Linked DNA regions of Zea mays: all the other regions are linked to region 2. Evidence: chromatin contacts called from public Hi-C data. All regions are on one chromosome and are shown on one strand. Each heading gives the region's core, a stretch centred on a gene start, on an enhancer-like site or on the middle of the called end of the contact. The rest is flanking DNA. Distances are from core to core; before and after follow the strand shown. Region 1 holds the start of LOC100192805. Region 2 holds the start of LOC103651182 (protein NRT1/ PTR FAMILY 1.1). Region 3 holds the start of LOC100273311.

Region 1 (3,465 bases), core at 727-3,226, 170 kb before region 2:
GATGGCTTGCCTCGCGGTACGGCTCGTAGACGACGGGTAGAGGAGGCAGTGGGCTCACCGCGTCACGGTACGGCTCGTCCACCTCCTCAGCTTGCAGCTGCTGCAGCCTGGCGAAGCGCAGGTCGAGTCGAGCATCCATCTCGTCGTAGCCGGAGGGTTCCTCGTAGCCGGAGGATTCGGCGGTCACAAACACGGAGTCATCCGCGGCTCCAGAGTTGGCGCGGGCCGGCGCGGTGTCGATGCTGGGCTCGTCGGTGGAGGCAACGGGGAGGACGAATCTCGTGGGGTTGTCTGACGGAGCGACGTCCTCGCCATAGAAGAATCCGCCCCAGTTGTCGACGACGACGGATGGCCTAGTGCGGTACTGCTCGCCGTCGTCAAAGCACCCGCCCCAATTGTCTGCGATGACCGCGACCGGGGTGGGCGGCGCACTGGCAGACGCGTCGGAGGAGTGGTTGATGCTGAGCGAGGTGGGCGGGAGGTCGATGTACGCGGCGGACGAGAAGCGCCGGTCCCAGCGAATCTCTAGCTCGTCGAACCGCCGGTTGAACTCATCGAGGATGAGCTTGAAATCGAGAGACATGGCGTTGACAAATTGAAACCGAGGATCGAACGAATCTGATACCAATTGTTACAACTACGGTCTACTTGGGAATGGAGTAAGAAGGAAATCAGAGAGAGCAGAGGTAGGAGAAGAACAGATGTGATTTCTAGAGAATAATTGTTTGTTCAGTTGTTCGATGTACCAGGATCTTGACGGCGCGCGTACTTATTCAGCGCCACAGCCCAACACAGACACACGCAACCTTTACACGCTATTCTGGGCCAAGACGAAGCGGACTGTGGGCCTTTGGATGCGTTACATTTGCTCGGCCTCTTGCACACTGGTATTTTGCACAACAGAAACTATCGCCGGACTTTGAAAGTATCTTCATCAGCTACTTGCTCGTCTTGGTCCAGCTTCCTTGTTGAGACAGTGACAGTGGCTCATGGTTCAGATGGCGGGCTGCTGACAGGAAAGCACTTAGATCTCCATGGATGATTGTAACCTATGAAATAGCCTTTTCAGTCTCCACTAAATTACACCAGATCTTGATAAAAGCAAAGCATATGGGTAAGCTTCAAACCTCTTCCCTTGTGGCTTCTGTAATTTCTTGGCATTCATCTAAACTACAATCTACACGATCAATCCTTCCAGCAAGATGTTTCTTTGCAACCTGATATGAAAATATTTCACATAAACAGATTACCAGATGTGACAATAAGAACCAGAACTGTTAGAGGAGGTATTGTCATAGAATTATATTGTATTGCATTGAGCCCCATGGGCTGATTATATACAATGCACAGGACTAACACCCTACGTTAAAAGGCAATGCGGTATAATTCATATCTAGATACTAGGTGAGTGCCCGTGCGTTGCAACATAGACATATAATACATAAGTTACCGTGATATTATATGTCCCCGTTGCAACGCATGAGCACTCACCTATATGTACATAAGTTATTATATGGTTCCGTCGCAACGCACGGGCACCCACCTAGTTATATCATATGTCTATGTTTTATAGGTCCGTGTCTACAATTTATAATTTATGGGCCAATGACAAATTAACGAAGCCTACCGCAGATCCGAAGATTGTAAATCGCTTTCTGGATCCTTGCCGTTGTTGAGCTGCGTCTGTGTTGGTGTGGCAGTGCCGCCGTGCTACAGTTGGGGGCTGCTCGGGCCTCGGAGAAGATCAACGCTAGTGGGCCCGAATTTAGGTTGCAGAGAGAATTTCTCGGAGCATTGAACTTGTCGTCTACGGCCCATTTCACGTAATTCCTGATAAAGTATATAATATGCCAATCTGGGATCGGACGAGTACGATGCAGCCACGTTTTCCAGTCGTAGCGTGAAAGGTTTTAAGGGCAAAAGCCCTCGGAGCGTCACTGGGAGAAGAGAAACGCCCGGCGGCGCGAAGCGGAGGGTGAGAATATCGGAGTTCGGCGATGTCGAAGCGGCAGGGACCGCCGAAACACCAGAACCGCTACGCGTGGAAGCCGAACCTTGGTCAGAAGATCAACGAAACCGTAAGCTCTCCTCCCATCGCCTTCGCCCCTTCCCCATAGTTCTGGATGTTCATTCAAATCTCACCGTTGCAAACCTTCGACGCCGCAGGAGCCCGGGGGCAGGTTCCGACCTCTGTCAGAAATCACCGGCGTCTGTCAGCGCTGCCGGGATCAAATCGACTGGAAACGCAGGTGGGGAATTGTCATCCCTCATCGGTTGTCTAAGCTCATTTAGCTAGTGTGTAGCTTCGATTGTCTCCTAGGCCCAATTCGTTTGTTTGTTTTTGTAGATACGGAAAATACAAGCCCATTGTTGAGCCAGCAAAATGGTAAATCTCTTTCCCTGTTTAGCACGTATACTGAGCAGCGAGAGAGGTGACGCGTTTTTTGGTTTGGCAGCCAGAAGTGTAATAAGCGAAACGTCCGGCAAGCATACCATAACGTATGCAGAGGTGAATTTTGGCCACTCAATCTCTTGTGTCACTAGGCCTGGTTGTTACTTGTTAAACATTGATAGGTTGGATTGTTACTGATCCGGGTTTGCTGCTGCTTAATGCAGATTGCTCCAAGGACCTCGGCATATGTGCTAAGTGCTGCACATGTGTTAATGAGCTTGTCGGAAGGTGTGATTCCTGCTGTGCATTCCAGTTCTAAACTTGTAGCTGTATCGAAATGCATAATATCTTTAGTTTTATTAATTTTTAATTCTATTTAGGGATGCGAATGAGGAGGAAAGTGAACGCAAGTCACTAGAAGAGGTTTGATTCTGTTATATTTGGAAGTTGGAACTAGATTGCTATATGAACCTAGTAGAACAGTATTGTTTTGCGCTGATCACTGAAGCTTTCAGGCTGTCAGAGGTGCTAGGGAGAGGGAACGACGTACACTTCTTCGTATTGTGAGTACTGTTTTTCAACTTTTCACACTGAACAAACTTTTGTTCGTATGCACTTGCCTCTATAATTAGTAGTCTTCGTGATGCAGAAACTGAATTAACATAAGACTTTGGAGCCACGAATCTGAAAAGGAAATTGTTTTTTTCATTGTTACTGTTTGATAAACTTTGGGTCCTTTACCTATAGTTCCCTCTTAAGACTATGGAGATGGATCTGAAAAGGAAATTGTGTTTTTTATTACTGTTTGATAAACTCTGGGTCCTTTACTTATTTCATGGATATCTGATACTTACAGTTGTGTTTCCGAATTTTGCATCTATATTTTTCATTCTTGTTTTTTTTTTGCAAAATCTGCTGGTATTTATATCTTGAGAAAATTCCAAACATTTGTATCACCCTTGGTTGTACAAAATATATATAACCTTTGCTCCAGAGCTACACTGTGGAATTTGAGCTAGGGTCCTGTTTTGGCAAGGTTCCAGTTCCATCCAGTGAAACCTTACGATACAATG
Region 2 (3,133 bases), core at 240-2,739:
GCGTGCACATATTAGAATCTACGCCAGCGTGGACCTGACGTGGCAGCACCTCGACGCCGTGACCCTTGGCGCCGAAGCAGGCACCAAGATTTATGGCCCCTACCTTGGTGCCTTGGATTTTGGCGTCGATGTGTTGCGTGCAGATCAAAGATCCCTTCCTAAATTTCAATAAATTTTATAAGACTCACAAATATTAGTTATTATATTTAATAGAACACTTACCTTTGTTTAGCATATTTACCACGCCTAGACATCCTACAAATCGATAATATGACGAACAAAAATGCTTCTAAAAATGATTTCCAAACCGTAACTCTAACCCTATTAATCGGACATAACAAAAGATGGAAAAAAGGGAGGGAGATTAACTTGATATAGAGGAACAATGGATCCAAGTTGCTGATTTAGCTTGATGTTTGTCGTTTGGAAGAAGAGAAATGAGTAGAAAGAACTGACGATCAAAGTGAAATATTTATAGACACGTACGTCGGTGCCAAGATCTATGGCGCCGAGATCTATGACGCCTAACTCGACGTCAAGGGTGATGGTGCCGAGGTGCTGACACGTTAGGTACACGTTGGTGTCGATTATTACATGTGCACGTCAAAATAATTAGCGTCGATACGTTGTAACTCGGCGCCAATAGTGACAGTGCCGAGCTAAGAATCCATTTTTTAAATGAAACCGGAAATAGCGTATTTCTGAAAATAAAAATAAAAATGGCTAAATTGCAAAAAAAAAACGGCAACTCGTAGCCGTCTGTCACATGCTATGAGCTCTTCTGAGCTAACGCCATAGAAAACTTGCAAGAAACAGACAGGAGCAGCTGTGAGTGGGATGAACAAACAAAGCACTTCTATTCTGCTTCCTTCTCTGCTGCTGTTAGCAGTTCACAGGCACTGCATTGTGTGAGACGGCAGCAGCCCCGTGATCCTTTTGCGCGATTTCCTGGGGGTGGGTGGGGGAATTGCCCCCACGAAACGGCCGTCCGTTTCTGCTGACGTCGCTCGGTCACTGCGACGCAAACGCGCGCAACCGTAGCCGATCCAAAAGATCGACGAGGAGAAACAGGGCACGGAACCGAGTGCGGTACACGTCACTGTGCAAACGCATGCATGCGTGTGTTGTATGCCCCGGCGTGTGAGAGTTAAACCCGGGCCGGACACCTGCTGCCGAGGCTTTTTCTCTGCAGGCTCCCAAGATGGAATCGGAGGCGTGGTCGGAGTGAAAAGGCAAGGTGTGGAGTCAGAGCCTTACCACATATGGTGGCCGGCTGGTTTTTTCTTCTTCTTCCTTTTTAATAAAAATGGTGTATAAAGTGTGGGGGAACTGTCTTCTTATTGGTTTGATGAAGTGTGTTGGTTCAGGTCTCTTCTTGGTCGTGCGTGCCAAAGTGTTGATGAAGTGGGTCAAAAAAGTGTACACAAGCAGCTAACTGAATTTATTCTACTTATAAATAAAGACTATGAATCCCATTGTTCCATGCTTCAAGTCGCTGCATTGTTACCCAACTATGATGTTGATGCAAGTACATGGACGGCTCGTTCGTCTCTCTCCCTCTCTGCACCGATCGCCCCCCATCCATACATAGGTGCGGTACTGCGCTGTAGCATGATGCACATGTGGGCACAAGCTAGCTAATAAGGACGGTCACTAGTGATGACGAACCATGCCAAATGTGGGGTGCTTGCGACTAACAGCCTCCTTTTTTTGTTGATCTTCTCCGTACTCGAAAGCGAACGGAAGCGATGATGGCGATGTCATGTGGGCCGGACGAAACAGAAAAGCCTGGACGCGATAGCGCGCTACTACTAAGGTCCAGAGCTAAGTTTGAAATGTCTTAAAACAACTATAGTATTTGCAATACTTCAGTTTTGAAAACAGAGATTTTACCCAGCTTGTCAAACACCATTATGTATATAATACTGCAGTATTTGAGAATACTGCAGTATTCTTCCAAAACTGCAGAAAAACTTTGTTCCCAAACACCCCCTAAAATGTATTTGTCGCTGGGCGCTGGATGCTTATTACCTCACGTACGTCTTTACCTAGACGGGAGCTACTAGCTGTCGGCCTTGTGTTGTGACCTACCTACCGTCTACCGGTGGTGAATCTATTTATTTAGAGGAGCGTGGTTCCGGCGGGGCGCGGCCTGGCTGTGCTCAGTACAGGTGCAGTGGTGGTGCTCCGATCGATCCTCCCGCCGGCCAGCATTTGCGTTTGGTTCGGGCTGCACCGCCGACATGGAGCGCTCTCTTGCTACCGGGACGACTGAATCGCCACAAGAGGAGTGCTTCAAGGGCAACAAGGGCGGGTTCAGAGCCCTCCCCTTCATCTTCTGTGAGTTCCGCCCTCGATCTCATCTTACTGGTCATATGGCAAGTAAAACGTTCTTCGTTCATTGCGTTCTCTACAAGCAAGTCTGTACTTGCCAGTACGTATAGCATGGGATCTTCAAGTAGTTCATCTTATGAATTCTCACTGGACTTAATGCCCAAAGAATTCTCAACCACCTCGCTTCCCTTCGACTTTTAATGGGCAATAACTCATTCGTTCGGTGTTTTTTGGATGCCTAGCAAATGAGATGCTGGAGAAAGTTGCTGGATTCGGGCTCAACACCAACATGATCACGTACCTGACCGACAAGTACCACCTCAGCACCGTCAGCTCCCAGACGATGCTGTTCGTGTGGAGCGCGATCTCCAACTTCACGCCCATCCCCGGCGCCGTCCTCGCCGACATGTACCTCGGCCGGTTCATGGCCGTCGCGCTAGGCTCCGTGGCGTGCCTGATTGTAAGTGCGCCGGCGGCGCCGCCGTCTGTCTCTCTTTTCAATCAGCTTATACCTACTACCTACCACAAGGGTAATTAAATTAACGCGACACGCCATGGAACACGATCGCTTATTCGTCATTCACATACAGGGGATGGTCTTCCTATGGCTGAGCGCCACGGTCCCTGGAGCGCGGCCGCCTCCGTGCAGCGGCGACCAGTGCGCGCCGCCGGGGACGAGGCACCTCGCGTGGCTGCTCGCCGGCTTCGCGTTCCTGTCCCTCGGCGCCGGCGGCGTCCGGCCGTGCTCCATGGCGTTCGGCGCGGACCAGTTCTCCAGGCACCCCAGGCAGCGCCGGGC
Region 3 (3,445 bases), core at 478-2,977, 210 kb after region 2:
CAATTTTCCCTCTTCTCGACTCTGATAGCTTATAAATCTGTTTAGTTCCAAACCCCATTTCCACTGAAATATGCTTACCATATGGGCACAATGTTTCTCCACAATAAATGGTCCAAGAATCCAGGATTATTCCAATGCCAATGCTATGTAGCTTGCACTTGCACATAGAAGGCAATAGGGGATAATGGGGTGCTTGCTCTTTTAACATTGGTTCTTGATATGGAGGGAGTAGCCTGGTTGGCTGGTTTACTGCATCGAACAACTTGCACTTGCACATACCTATATATCTTTTAATGTATGCAAATCTTCTTAACCTTTAAAAGATACTAACAAGAAGGTATAACGATAATTAATGTTTATATATCTCAATATATTTTATCATTATATGTTGACTCTGTAGCAACGCACGGGTATACACCTAGTTTTAATTAGGCCACTAGCGACACAGGCGCCTCTCGTCCACCGTATCTCCCGCGTTGGCACCAACCTGATCCTTCAGAACAGCAGCACCAGCCCCTGCGACTCTGCGAGTCGACCGTGGCGTACGCGCCTATCGACGCCGCGGTCCTGCGGCTTGTGATCGATGGGCACGACTCCAGCGCCGTGGCCGTGCTGCCGGACGGGCTGGAGGCCGAGCCGGCGCGGCGGTGATCGCGTCGAGGAAGGATAAGGAGGACAGGACGGCGGTGCAGTTCGCCGGGTCGCTGGCCACCCTGGCGTTCTAGGTGCTGGCTAGCTCGTCGGCGACGGGCCGGTGATGCGCTCCCGACGAATGCGGTGGAGGTCGTAACGGGCCTGGTGACCTGCACGCTGGGCAAGCGGGCAGCATCAAGAAAGCGCTGATGAGATGTGAGGATTGTTGATCATTTGATCTGCCGGAGGATGCGAACTGTGGTACATATACCTGGAACAAATATAGTTGCAAATTCTGTGCAGTTAAACATATACCTGGAACACGTTGAATCGATCGTGTGACGACTCTAACTGACGATGTACAGCCACCGTACCCGTTTCCTGTACAGATACGGCCGCCGCATCGTCGTAGGCACGTCGTCGTTGTCGATCTCCCAATCATGTGTACCACTTGCGCACGGTTGGATTGGATCAGTGTTCACCAAAAAATTTGTGCCGGCACGCGGCACACACCACAACAACAAACTGCATATCATGGAGGTCACCTTTGCCAACACGTCACGCTTTGCCCGGCTGGTGCGGTGGTGCGGATCAGATAAATGCATCCGTAGCTTATAAAAATGGTGATAGTGTTTTTTCTTCCTGAAAATAGAAATCTAGTTTTGTGATAAACAAATAATTTTTAATTTAACTATTTATAGACATAGTTTGTTTTTAAGAGAAAAAGCTAAAATGCCATAAAATTTGAGAATTAAGACAGTACTGCTTATGATAAGCAAATTTAAACTCAGAATATATTTATATAAAAAAATATTGATATGAGATTGACCAAGCGCTTAGCGCACACGAGAATACGTACAGAAGTGTCCTTCTGCCACGCCAGTCCACATCTCCACGGCCACCGGCAGACGGCACCGAACAAGGGACACACGCGCTCGTAGGCAGTAGGCACGCACACGCCGCCACGTCGCAGCCACGAGCCCACGCCACGAGGCCACGACCCCAAAAACAGCCGTCCACGTCGCTTCCCCGGTCCGGCGACCGCGCCCGCTGTTTTATACGCGACCCGGCGGCCGCACCCGGCTTGCGCACGCCGTTCACGTCCCCCGGCCCCCGCTCTCGTTTCCCCCGCCCGCACCAGGCACGCTCACGCGCTGCGCACCGGATGGCCCCTGCTAACGTGCGCGCGGCGCAGGCGCAGGCCCCCAGCGCCGACCGCAGGTTAAGTACGCTAGTGGGGCACCTGCTGCCTTCCTCCCCACGAAGAGCAGCAGCAGACACCTCCGCCACCTCCACCCTCGAATCGTTCCCCACCATGGCGTCGCAGGGATCCTCCGTCTTCGCCGCACTCGAGCAGGCCCCGGAGGACCCCATCCTCGGAGTAAGTCCGTCTCCCCAGTCCTTTTTAGCTTCCTTTCCCACGGTGATCTGGTTGTCGCTATCGGTCGCGCGGTTTCGATGCGATCGCGGCCTCGTGGGTTTGCTCTGGCTGATCAGTGTTCGTTTGGTTTCTGGGCAGGTGACCGTTGCCTACAACAAGGATCCCAGCCCCGTGAAGGTCAACCTCGGGGTCGGCGCCTACCGGACCGAGGTAAGATGAGTTTGGGGATTTGCTATGAACCTTCTAATTCCCCTTCTGTTTTTTTATTAGTTGGATTGGAGATGGATTTGACGCTCCTGTTCCTATTCTGATCTCTGCAGGAAGGGAAGCCCCTAGTGCTGAACGTGGTCAGGCGCGCCGAGCAAATGTTGATCAATAATCCGTAAGTGTCATGTGAAATCCATATGACCCGCTTGATTTCGTGATCGTGCCTCTGTGGTTATTGAACTTTCAGGCTTAAAGCTCCTGCCCTCAGCCCAAGTGGAAACGGAAGGGGATTTAGATAGTTGCTGGATCTAAAATCTGGATAACACGCCTCTTAATTTGACTAATACTTTCATTCGCATCCATAATAATTATTGACTTGTCCTCTGTAATTGTAGGTGACCTTTCTGTTCAATACTAGTTTTTAAATAAATTTTCTTCTACGTTTAGGACTAGTCTTTTTTTTGCGACTGTATCTGCTCTGTCCCACTGCCGTCTAAGATTCTCTTCTGTAGTCGACCTTCAATTGCTTTCCCTCCTTTCTTTTTTGTGGTACCTGAAAAATTGACCTTCGTTTTGTCTGTGGGGGGAATGGTTTGTCGTTTGCAAGCACTGCCATACTCCCTCTGTCCAAATTTTCTTAAGTTTGAATTGATAGAAAATATTTTCAAATGAGTTTATTATAAAACTAGATTCGAAGGTTGATACTAATTATATATCATAATTATTATATATATATATATATATATGTATGTATATAATTGGTCATATTATACATTGATTACGACTGACTTCTGGGAAAGCGAGAGAAGATAAAAAGGGACGTATGAAGTATGTCTCGTGTGTGTACAAGCCACTGATGCGAAAAAACTGTTGGTGTGGAAGTTTATGATACTTGAAGCTGTATTTTAGACACATTTTTCTTCTTATTTCTAGGTCACGTGTCAAGGAGTACCTACCAATCACCGGTCTGGCTGAATTCAATAAGCTGAGCGCTAAGCTTATCTTTGGCGCTGACAGGTATTCTCTGTTTGACTGGTTTACCCATTTTCCTCATTTGTGGGTCAACTGTTCCTAATGGTGATGTTGTCAACTGTGAATTCTTAGTGTTGAAGTTTCATTACATAAAAATAAGTTCCCTAGCTACTGGTTCTGGTTTATTCAGGTTTTATTACTTCATTAGGGAGCTGATTTTTTTTTTGAATCGAATAGCCCTGCTATTCAGGA

Evidence for each region. Hi-C and Micro-C count contacts between places; a contact is called where the count stands out from the background.
Region 1: a contact with region 2 is called in a Hi-C map of endosperm, with 4 times the contacts expected there. The contact joins the promoter of LOC100192805 here to the promoter of LOC103651182 in region 2. A contact is called at or near these places in 6 of 25 Hi-C or Micro-C datasets (bundle sheath, ear, endosperm and 3 more) and 1 of 3 datasets of contacts at active chromatin or transcription factors (leaf).
Region 3: a contact with region 2 is called in a Hi-C map of endosperm, with 3 times the contacts expected there. The contact joins the promoter of LOC100273311 here to the promoter of LOC103651182 in region 2. A contact is called at or near these places in 3 of 25 Hi-C or Micro-C datasets (endosperm and leaf).

Annotation. Positions count from the first base shown.
Region 1 is chr3:200,020,446-200,023,910 of Zm-B73-REFERENCE-NAM-5.0, forward strand. It overlaps LOC100192805, which reads left to right and starts at 1,977. Exons shown (of 8, transcript NM_001137998.1): 1 at 1,977-2,078; 2 at 2,167-2,249; 3 at 2,348-2,386; 4 at 2,457-2,509; 5 at 2,617-2,680; 6 at 2,773-2,815; 7 at 2,908-2,955. The coding sequence starts at 1,998. It also overlaps the pseudogene LOC100382714.
Region 2 is chr3:200,190,942-200,194,074 of Zm-B73-REFERENCE-NAM-5.0, forward strand. LOC103651182 (protein NRT1/ PTR FAMILY 1.1) reads left to right here and starts at 1,490. Exons shown (of 6, transcript XM_035966409.1): 1 at 1,490-1,591; 2 at 1,737-1,816; 3 at 2,126-2,340; 4 at 2,577-2,794; 5 at 2,925-3,133. The coding sequence starts at 1,749.
Region 3 is chr3:200,400,974-200,404,418 of Zm-B73-REFERENCE-NAM-5.0, forward strand. LOC100273311 reads left to right here and starts at 1,728. Exons shown (of 12, transcript NM_001147752.1): 1 at 1,728-2,014; 2 at 2,153-2,224; 3 at 2,335-2,396; 4 at 3,155-3,238; 5 at 3,431-3,445. The coding sequence starts at 1,799.